3 separate regions of the Zea mays genome follow, and all the other regions are linked to region 2. A link is a contact called in public Hi-C data. All regions are on one chromosome and are shown on one strand. The core of a region is the stretch at or near the end of the contact, and the rest is flanking DNA. Distances in the headings are between cores, read along the strand shown. Region 1 holds the start of LOC100192760 (myosin heavy chain). Region 2 holds the start of LOC100276232 (Heavy metal transport/detoxification superfamily protein). Region 3 holds the start of LOC103650814 (unconventional prefoldin RPB5 interactor).

Region 1 (2,700 bases), core at 42-2,541, 530 kb before region 2:
TTTTGCAGCCCAACCAAGAGTCATCGGTACTCGCCATGTCGCGCGCGTTCGACGACTACTATATCGAGGATTGTGGCGTTATCTTGGCGCCGGAGGTGACGCAGAGGAGGATCGACAACAGTGACCAGTTCGTTATCCTCGCCATCGTCAGGGTACCTTTTGTGCCGGTCTGCCTTTAATTCTCTTCGCAAACACACACACTTACCTTTTGTTTAAGCAAGAGCGTATGGTGGTGTGTGTCTGATGACTAACGATGTACGAGAAAATTTCTTCCGGCATGTGTGGAACGTGCTCTCCAATAATGAGACCATACAAATCATGACATATATCGAAATCTACATGATACTGATGGTTGCAATGTAGTGGTGAAACAACTAGATTAAAATAACAAAATTTATGTATAACTAAGATCATAAATTGATTATAAAATATTTTCTCATAACAATATAACACACATTTGTATATAAGTTATCGTAGTATACTGATATTATATATTTCCGTTGCAACGCACGAGCACTCAGCTAGTATGAAATTATGAGCATTATCATTATTCTATCTAGTGTTAAATTAGTATAAAATCAACTAGCAATTGATTATATTTTTGTAAATATACATGTATATTATTATTTATTGTGGCTCTCGAGCTAGTTTGAGCTTGCAAAAAGGCGAACCGAGTCCGCTCGTTACGTTAACGAGCCAACTCGACATCAGTCGAGCTGGCTTGATACCCAGTCCTAGGATCTATATTAGTTCTCAAGTAACAAGGCGAGAGTACATCATAGCAATAATGTCAAAGTCGATTTGCAGTTGGAGGGGCAGAAAAAAAATCATCAAAATTTCTCTGCATTTGACCCTGTGGAATGAATCGAACCACCCAAAAAGAGCGCAAAAAGGGGTACGGAACAAACATAGGGACTGTTTGGTTCAGCTTTTTTCTGACCAGCTTTTCTGAAAATCTGGCTGTGGAGAGAATCTGGCTGTGTGGAGAATCTGAGTATCATTACGATTACGGGTGTAGGAATATAAAGTTGTTCATAGGGCTCAGGATTTAGAAAGTGACGAATTCCTACTATTACAACGACTCAAGCGATTATGTATTTATGTTGATTTTAGATGGTTTTTGCCCCAACAAATTTTATAGAAGCTGGCTGAAAAGCTGAGCGTTTGGCAGTCCGCAGCAGCTTTTGGTGGCCAGAAGCTGTCAGAAGCCGAAACAAACAGGGCCATAAATTGGCAGGCAGGAGAGTTGCCCTCCAAAAAAAAGATCGACAGAGTAGGAGGGGGCAAACTGCAAGAAGAGCAAAAACTGAAAGCTCTCCAGCGGCGTCGCGAGCGTGCTCTCCCCCACTTCCTTCCCACTCTCCCTCGCCCCGGCATCGCCATCTCCGCGCCGCAGCCGCCCGCCCGCCGGCCCAGATCCCACCGGCGAGCCGCAGCATGGACCGTCTCCGGGCGGGAAGCCCCGTCTACGGGCGGCAGCGGAGCGGCAGCAGCACGGGCTCCTCCTCCCCCGGCGGCGTCTCCCCCTCGCACCACCGCTCCTCCTCCACCTCCTCCGCTGCCTCCGCCGCGGGCGCGCCCGGCACCTCCAACATCCGCCGCACGCAGAACGTCGCCGCGCGCGCCGCGGCCGCGAGGCTCGCGCAGGTCATGGCCTCGCAGAACGCCGCCGCGGCCGCCGGCGACGATGACGACGACGATGACTACCCGCCCCCGGCTCCTGGGAGGTTCGGAAGTGGAAGAGTGGCGCACGGCAGCAACGGCGTGTCCCTGCTTGGACGCTCCGCGAGATCTCCCTCTCCTGCGGTATTTTCCTTCCGGATCTCTTGCTCGTCGCCAATGATGCTGCCTCCCCGTTTAGGAAACGCCCGTTCCGGGCTGCTGTGCGCAAACTAGTCCAAATTGGTCAAACCGAGGCCAAATTATTACGGAAACGTCCATGATTGGATGAAATTTCAAATGAAGATAGTTCCCTCTCGCTAGTGCTAGATCACCTTCTAGTAATGCTCGTCAAATAATTTAGAGCCAGAATTTAGGGAAAATTGATCAGTGCAGTGTGTTAGTGTCTCAGGTTCTCAGGTCTACTCAATTTGCTAACTGCTGTTCTGTGGCCTCCTGCTAATTCGATCTCCTCATGTTTTCATTAGTTAGGTCGGAATATTGTAGAGCCACCTCCTACGGCCCGCTCATCATCGGCAGGCAGGCCAGCTGTTGCATCACGACCCACCACCACAGTGGTGCCGCCAATCAAAACCAACACGACGCTGCGAACACCGTCCCCTATTCCACCGGTGGCTGTGGAGCCTCCAGCGGATCGCACTCGACCGAAAAGGTACACTTGTTACATTTCCCTCAAAGACGTGGAATATAGGTTGCACCCTAAAAATAGACTAGTCTAAATGATTGCATGATCAGTGGTCGCACCAAATGGAACAAAACTAACTGAATTTACTTGTACCACTCTTTGGAAGCAGTGATGCTAGTATGCCAGATGCCACTAACTTACTGCATCTGTCCGCTCTTGCTATGGGGTTTAGTCTGAATTAGCATTTATGTATCGTTGCATCAATGTAAACATTGTCGCCAATAACATATGGCAAACAACATTGCCCATAAATTAACCTGAAAAAACTAATTAACAAAGAAATGTTGTGATTTTTTGAAAGATGACACCAATCACCCAGTAGCATAAATTTGAAA
Region 2 (2,700 bases), core at 79-2,578:
GTATGTTTTTAACAATCTAGATGCTAACAATTTTCAAAGTTTTTAGGTAGCGTACTGTCGGTGTGCCCTTAAAAATGGGCGCAAGTACAAAAGACAACGATAGCTGCTTATCCAATCAGGGTGTATCTCTGTCTAGTGTATAGCGTCAGTCAGGGTTCAGTCTTTTGACATCCTTGTTTTTTGGAGATTCTAGGCCATTTGGTTTTCAGTTTCCTTCCATGTTTCCAGAATAAAATTTTCCGCTGGATTGCATTGAGCCATTAAGATGGATTTTCAGTGGTTTCTGTATATGTCTAAATCCCCCCCTTTGTCATATCTTCTCTCCATCGTACTTTCAGTATTGGTTAACACTGAATGCATGCCAGCTATGATCTTGGGATTTTGCTTTTTTTAATTCTGGTCTTCTCGGGTTTGGGAGATTGATGGTTCTTCTTTGCCTACCGTTTAAAGAACAGTATCACGGTGTCTCTTATCCTGGCCTTTTTGTTGTAAGTTTGAAGGATGGAGCATTATAGTGTATATGGCCAACCATTCCATGCTAACAGAGAATAGTTAAAGACACTAGATAAAATATGTAGCAAAAACTACATACTATATAGGTGTGCCTAAAGAGCAATTCGTTATTCTCAGTATCAACTCTACCTAGTACATTTTAAAATCATCACGCTATAAGGTGCCAAGAACTGGAACCTTCTCTTTTTTTTCCCCCCGTGTGTGAAATATGCATAGCTGCAGGAGGATTTCCTTGCAGAAACTTCAAAAGTTCCGAAAATGTGGATTCTGGAGAGGTCCTGACTGTGTGTTTTGTTGTTCCAATGTCACATTCCACCGTCCATGACGACCATTTTAGACTTCGGAAACCTTTCTCTCTCTCTCTCTCTTTTACTTTTCGCACTGCAAGTAACCTCCCCTGATGTGGTGATTTCTTAATCTGTTACTGTAACAGTGAAAACAAAGAAGGGGGAGGAATCCAATACATGGTGGGCCCCTCCTTCATTTGTAAAATGGCACTAGCCTCCAAGACAAGTGACATCATACATACATGTAAATCCTAGTCATCCAATGAAACTATGGAAGTGAATGACCATGCCACACTGTGCCTGGGCTGGGTGGGTCTTTGGAAAGGAGATCCCTCAGCAAATAAGCCTGATTGCTGGAGTTCACCTTCCTACACCTAACCTCATTCACAAGTGCCTAAAATATATCAGACCTCTCAAAGCGTGGTCTCAACAAGTAACTGTTGTGACATGGGATCCTCTCTCTCTCTCTCTCTCCATGTCTAGAATAGCTAGTATAAAAAGGAGAAGCCTTGGGTGCTGTCGCCGGACAGGAAAGGGAGGGGGAGCTCAAGCATCAAGAAGAGCCCACGCGCACGCCGCCATGGACATGGAGCTGGAGCACGGAGGGAATGAAGACGACAGGGGGAGTGAGTCCTCCTCCTCCTCCTCCAAGCGGAGCTTCGGCGCCTCGTCGGACGCAACCGTCAGCAGCACGCCAAGCAAGCTACAGGCTCTGAGGTTTGCGGAAGATCTCTCCCTCCCATCGGTACGCGCTCTCCCTTTCTTCCTCATCATTGCCAGCAAGCTGATCAGCGCCAAGAAATGAGAACTCCGCAATGGCTTGCATGTCGTTGGGTTCTTGAAACCCAGCTGCGACTATCAATCACTCTGCTAGCGACTCTGTCTTTCTGCCGGAGCAGGACTCTGTGCTCTCTCCTTCCTGCCTCGTTGAGGATATGATGCTAGCCTTTGCTGTTCAGGCTTCAGTGGTAGTGTCGTAGCACAGTAAAGTCACTCCATCCTTCACCGCATTTCGACAGACAGTCTCCATCTCCACACGTTCAGTGTCCGTTGTTCCACTGCACACATCGAGGGAGAAGAGGAAGAGAGAGATGCTGGAGCCTGGCTGCTGGTTTGATCTCCTTGGATTCTCAAAAGGGACCCGGTCGCTTTTTGCCCTCCCAGTCCGGCTTTTAGCGTAAAGGTGAGAAGTCCAGCCCCTGTTACTGTTAGTGGCTTAGTGCCAATCCGCCAAACAACTCCAGTGCAGGGAGCAAGTTTGCTTCCCTGTCTGTCTGTCTGTCTCTCTTTCTTTCTACTGTAGTATCTTTTAACTTGCTCTGATGATCCTGGAGATGAGAATCTGTGAGCTACACATTATTGTTCTTGTCCACATGCAAATCAATGGCAGTAACTTGTTGGCAAGACCAAGAGACTGAATCTGCTGGTAGCAGACACCGGGCACGCATGCAGCGCCTGTAGCCTGTTTCTTGCGCCGCTCTATGCAATGCAATGCAATGCTATGCTATTGCAGCCACTTGTTTGTTGCGCCGTTCTCGGCCACAGCTGATGAGCTGTTATTAGCTGTTGGCTGTTGCCGGGAGAGAGCTCGAGCTGCTTGTCTGGCGGCCAGGAGCCCATAACGAAGGTGAAAGTGAAACCGTCTGTCTTTGACCGGTGAGCATGCCAGGCAGTAGACGAATAGGCTAAGGCACGAGCAGGTTCACTGTACAGGCAGCCGCCATGCCTGATGAATGCTCCTCGTTTATAACCCCCTCACCAACTACGCTTGCACACGCTTCCTTTGACCTGATAATAATAAATTAATTAAGCGCACACGCTTCTCCTTCTCATCCCAACATCATATGATATACTGGCGGGCGTTCCTGCCTGCATGTGCAGTGTGTGTTTTTGACCATTA
Region 3 (2,712 bases), core at 176-2,675, 730 kb before region 2:
GCAAATCATGAGCAAGAAATTGTTGGGACAACATAGACTGAAAAACAAAAGTGCTCCATGGTGGAAACCATACCAAGAGTTCATTTGTGTGTATTAAACGCCCTGGGAAAAATGCAGCACCACCAAAGGGGACCTACAATGCATAGTTCTTTTATGAGACAAAAAAATCTTGTTGAAAAATATTTAAAGCAGTAAAGCACACAAGGTTGAAATTAAGAGATCTATATTTCCCTACAGAACAACAAAAGGAATCCCCTCAAGCTCTGAAATCAATTGAGAATGTAAATCTAGTCATTGAACTAATTAGTTATTATGTATAGCTACAATACGCCCAATGCCTAAGGCTGTCTCCAGCAACTCTCCTATCTCATCCCATATTTCAAGCTTCACTCAATGTCGTGCCCCCTATTTTACACGATCCACTAAAGACAGCCTAAAAGCGGACGACAAGAGACAAATTACTAGTACCAGTAACTAGGTACATACTTCAGTTTTCGTGCTACCAAACTGAGAGATTTGCTATTTTGCCATTATTGTTAGTGGGTCTCGAAAATTTGTCATCAGACCTACAAATCATAGACACAAATGGACTCACTAATCATAGACAGAAAATTAAGGAGGCAATGATCTGAGTGGCAAAATACCAATTATTCCCCACGGACTTCAGTCACCAAAAAATGAGGAAATTGAAAATAGCAGGTGAAGTACCATTTTTGTAGAAGAAGACACAGATAGCTGCTAGTTCATACTTGAGGTATAGAAGGTAAGGACCATGATTTCGTGGGAGAGTTCGACTGGGAGCCTGTTGACGAGGGAGACGAGGGCCGCGTTGTCGGCGACGAAGCCCAGTAGGTGCCCGAGCTCGGCGCGGCGGCCAGCGATGGACTCGGCCACCCTCGCCACGGCCCTCTTCGTCTCCTCTGGCGAGAATACGGCGCCCAGTGGCGTCGCCGTCCCCTTCCTCGGCGCAGCCATCGCTCTCCGCTTCCCCACCTCCCGACCAGAGAACGCGCTACGTCCCGGACTGCAAACTCAGTACGGCGTTCACCTGGCGTGCCTGGCAACCTTCTCCCCGGAGAGCCCTAGAGCTCGCCTCCTGCGTACGGCCCTGCCCCGTGCTTAATTTGTTGGCCGATCGCGCGCGCGAGTCGCTTCTCCCACCACAGCAGAGGGAAACGACGAGGACCAGCTACAAAGCGATGAATCTAACCGGCCCGGATGGAGGACGCCTCCCCGTCGATGGAGGTTGGGACTCGGAGCGGTGGCGGGAGAGAATCTTGAGAACAAACGGGAGGCGGCGGTGGCGGAGTGGGAGCTCCGCCGGACAACCCCGGTGCCAGTACGCACCAGCGGCCCAGCTCAATATTTTTTTTTTGCAGCCCAATAACGTCTCGATGGCCCAACCTAGGGCGCTGGGACGCAACGTGCAAGGCCGGCAGACCGCACGAGGAGCGGAGGAGGGAGGGGGTAACAAAAAAAAAGTTTATTTTGTGTTTCTCAACTATCCAAAAAAGTCAGTTTTTCTAAGTTTTTTTTCTCAAACAGAGATGTAAATCATTATATTAAAAAGAAAAGAAGCCTAAAAATAAGTAAGTACAAACTGCACCAAGGCAGGCACAAACAGACACCAAAACCCAAAAACTCTAAAAAGGCTACAACTCCAACACCTTCACCTCACCAGCCATACATTATAAACTAGCCTCACCTTTAAGGTCTAAAAAGAGCTTGGAAATATTAGGAAAAACCTCATAAAAACACAAGCATTGTGATGCTTCCAAAGGATCCAAGATACTAGAAATTATAAGACCAAAAATAGTTCTTCTCTCATCTATCAAAATCGTGGATGTTTCTCTCAGTGGTTTTTCTTCTTCTTTTATGTTTGGTTTGTCAGAATTTATAAAAATCATAATATATCACAGAAATAAAATGGAAAAATTAATTATGTTAGCCTTACCGAGTAGAATATGCATAATGAACATATGACATATGTCTTCAATATTAAAATACTAGTTTACATGGTTCAACGGTTCTTACGATTGTTGATTTTGCAAAAGAACCCTTACACTTATCTCTACTTAGATCACCAGTTTCCACCATGCATTGAAAGCCTTGCGCGTAAAACTTATCTCTACTATATAAAACACCAGTTTCAACGGTCGTCCTGCGTCACGGATCTCCTTCCCGCTCAATGCAAAAATAAAGTAAATTATGCATAAATTCGAGGTTTGAATCTTAGCTATTAGCTACACATTCACACTCACCTAACCAATAGAACACATATTTTTGTGTTTTATTAAAACAAAGTCTGCTCATATGATATATAAAAACCATGACAATACACAGGTGACTGACTAGTTATACTTTAATAAACAAGTTTTTGTTTATATATGTTTTTTATAATTAATTCATAGTTGTGTTTTCTATGATATGATTGTAGTGAAATTTTTAGGGTGTGGGTGAAACAATGCATGTTTGAGCTATAGTAAAACTTTCGTGCTCATCATATATGACTGAGTTATATATTTATCTAGGTTTATGTTTGTTAAATAGTTTTAAAATCTATAACTCATTTATAGATAACCCAAAGTACAATTTTTTTATAGACTCCACATGAGTAGATATTGAGTGAAGATACAATATGATATGCCTTTGTACAAATTTTTTGTATAGATAATCCAAAGTACAATTTTTTATAGACTCCACATGAGTAGA

The links. Hi-C and Micro-C count contacts between places; a contact is called where the count stands out from the background.
Region 1: a contact with region 2 is called in a Hi-C map of tassel, with 2.8 times the contacts expected there. The contact joins the promoter of LOC100192760 here to the promoter of LOC100276232 in region 2. A contact is called at or near these places in 3 of 25 Hi-C or Micro-C datasets (ear, leaf and tassel).
Region 3: a contact with region 2 is called in a Hi-C map of tassel, with 3 times the contacts expected there. The contact joins the promoter of LOC103650814 here to the promoter of LOC100276232 in region 2. A contact is called at or near these places in 3 of 25 Hi-C or Micro-C datasets (ear, endosperm and tassel).

Annotation. Positions count from the first base shown.
Region 1 is chr3:158,567,252-158,569,951 of Zm-B73-REFERENCE-NAM-5.0, forward strand. LOC100192760 (myosin heavy chain) reads left to right here and starts at 1,292. Exons shown (of 17, transcript NM_001309857.1): 1 at 1,292-1,806; 2 at 2,148-2,332. The coding sequence starts at 1,438.
Region 2 is chr3:159,094,898-159,097,597 of Zm-B73-REFERENCE-NAM-5.0, forward strand. LOC100276232 (Heavy metal transport/detoxification superfamily protein) reads left to right here and starts at 1,329. Exons shown (of 3, transcript NM_001150070.2): 1 at 1,329-1,545. The coding sequence starts at 1,381.
Region 3 is chr3:158,361,305-158,364,016 of Zm-B73-REFERENCE-NAM-5.0, forward strand. LOC103650814 (unconventional prefoldin RPB5 interactor) reads right to left here and starts at 1,426. Exons shown (of 11, transcript XM_008676390.4): 1 at 772-1,426; 2 at 74-133. The coding sequence starts at 975.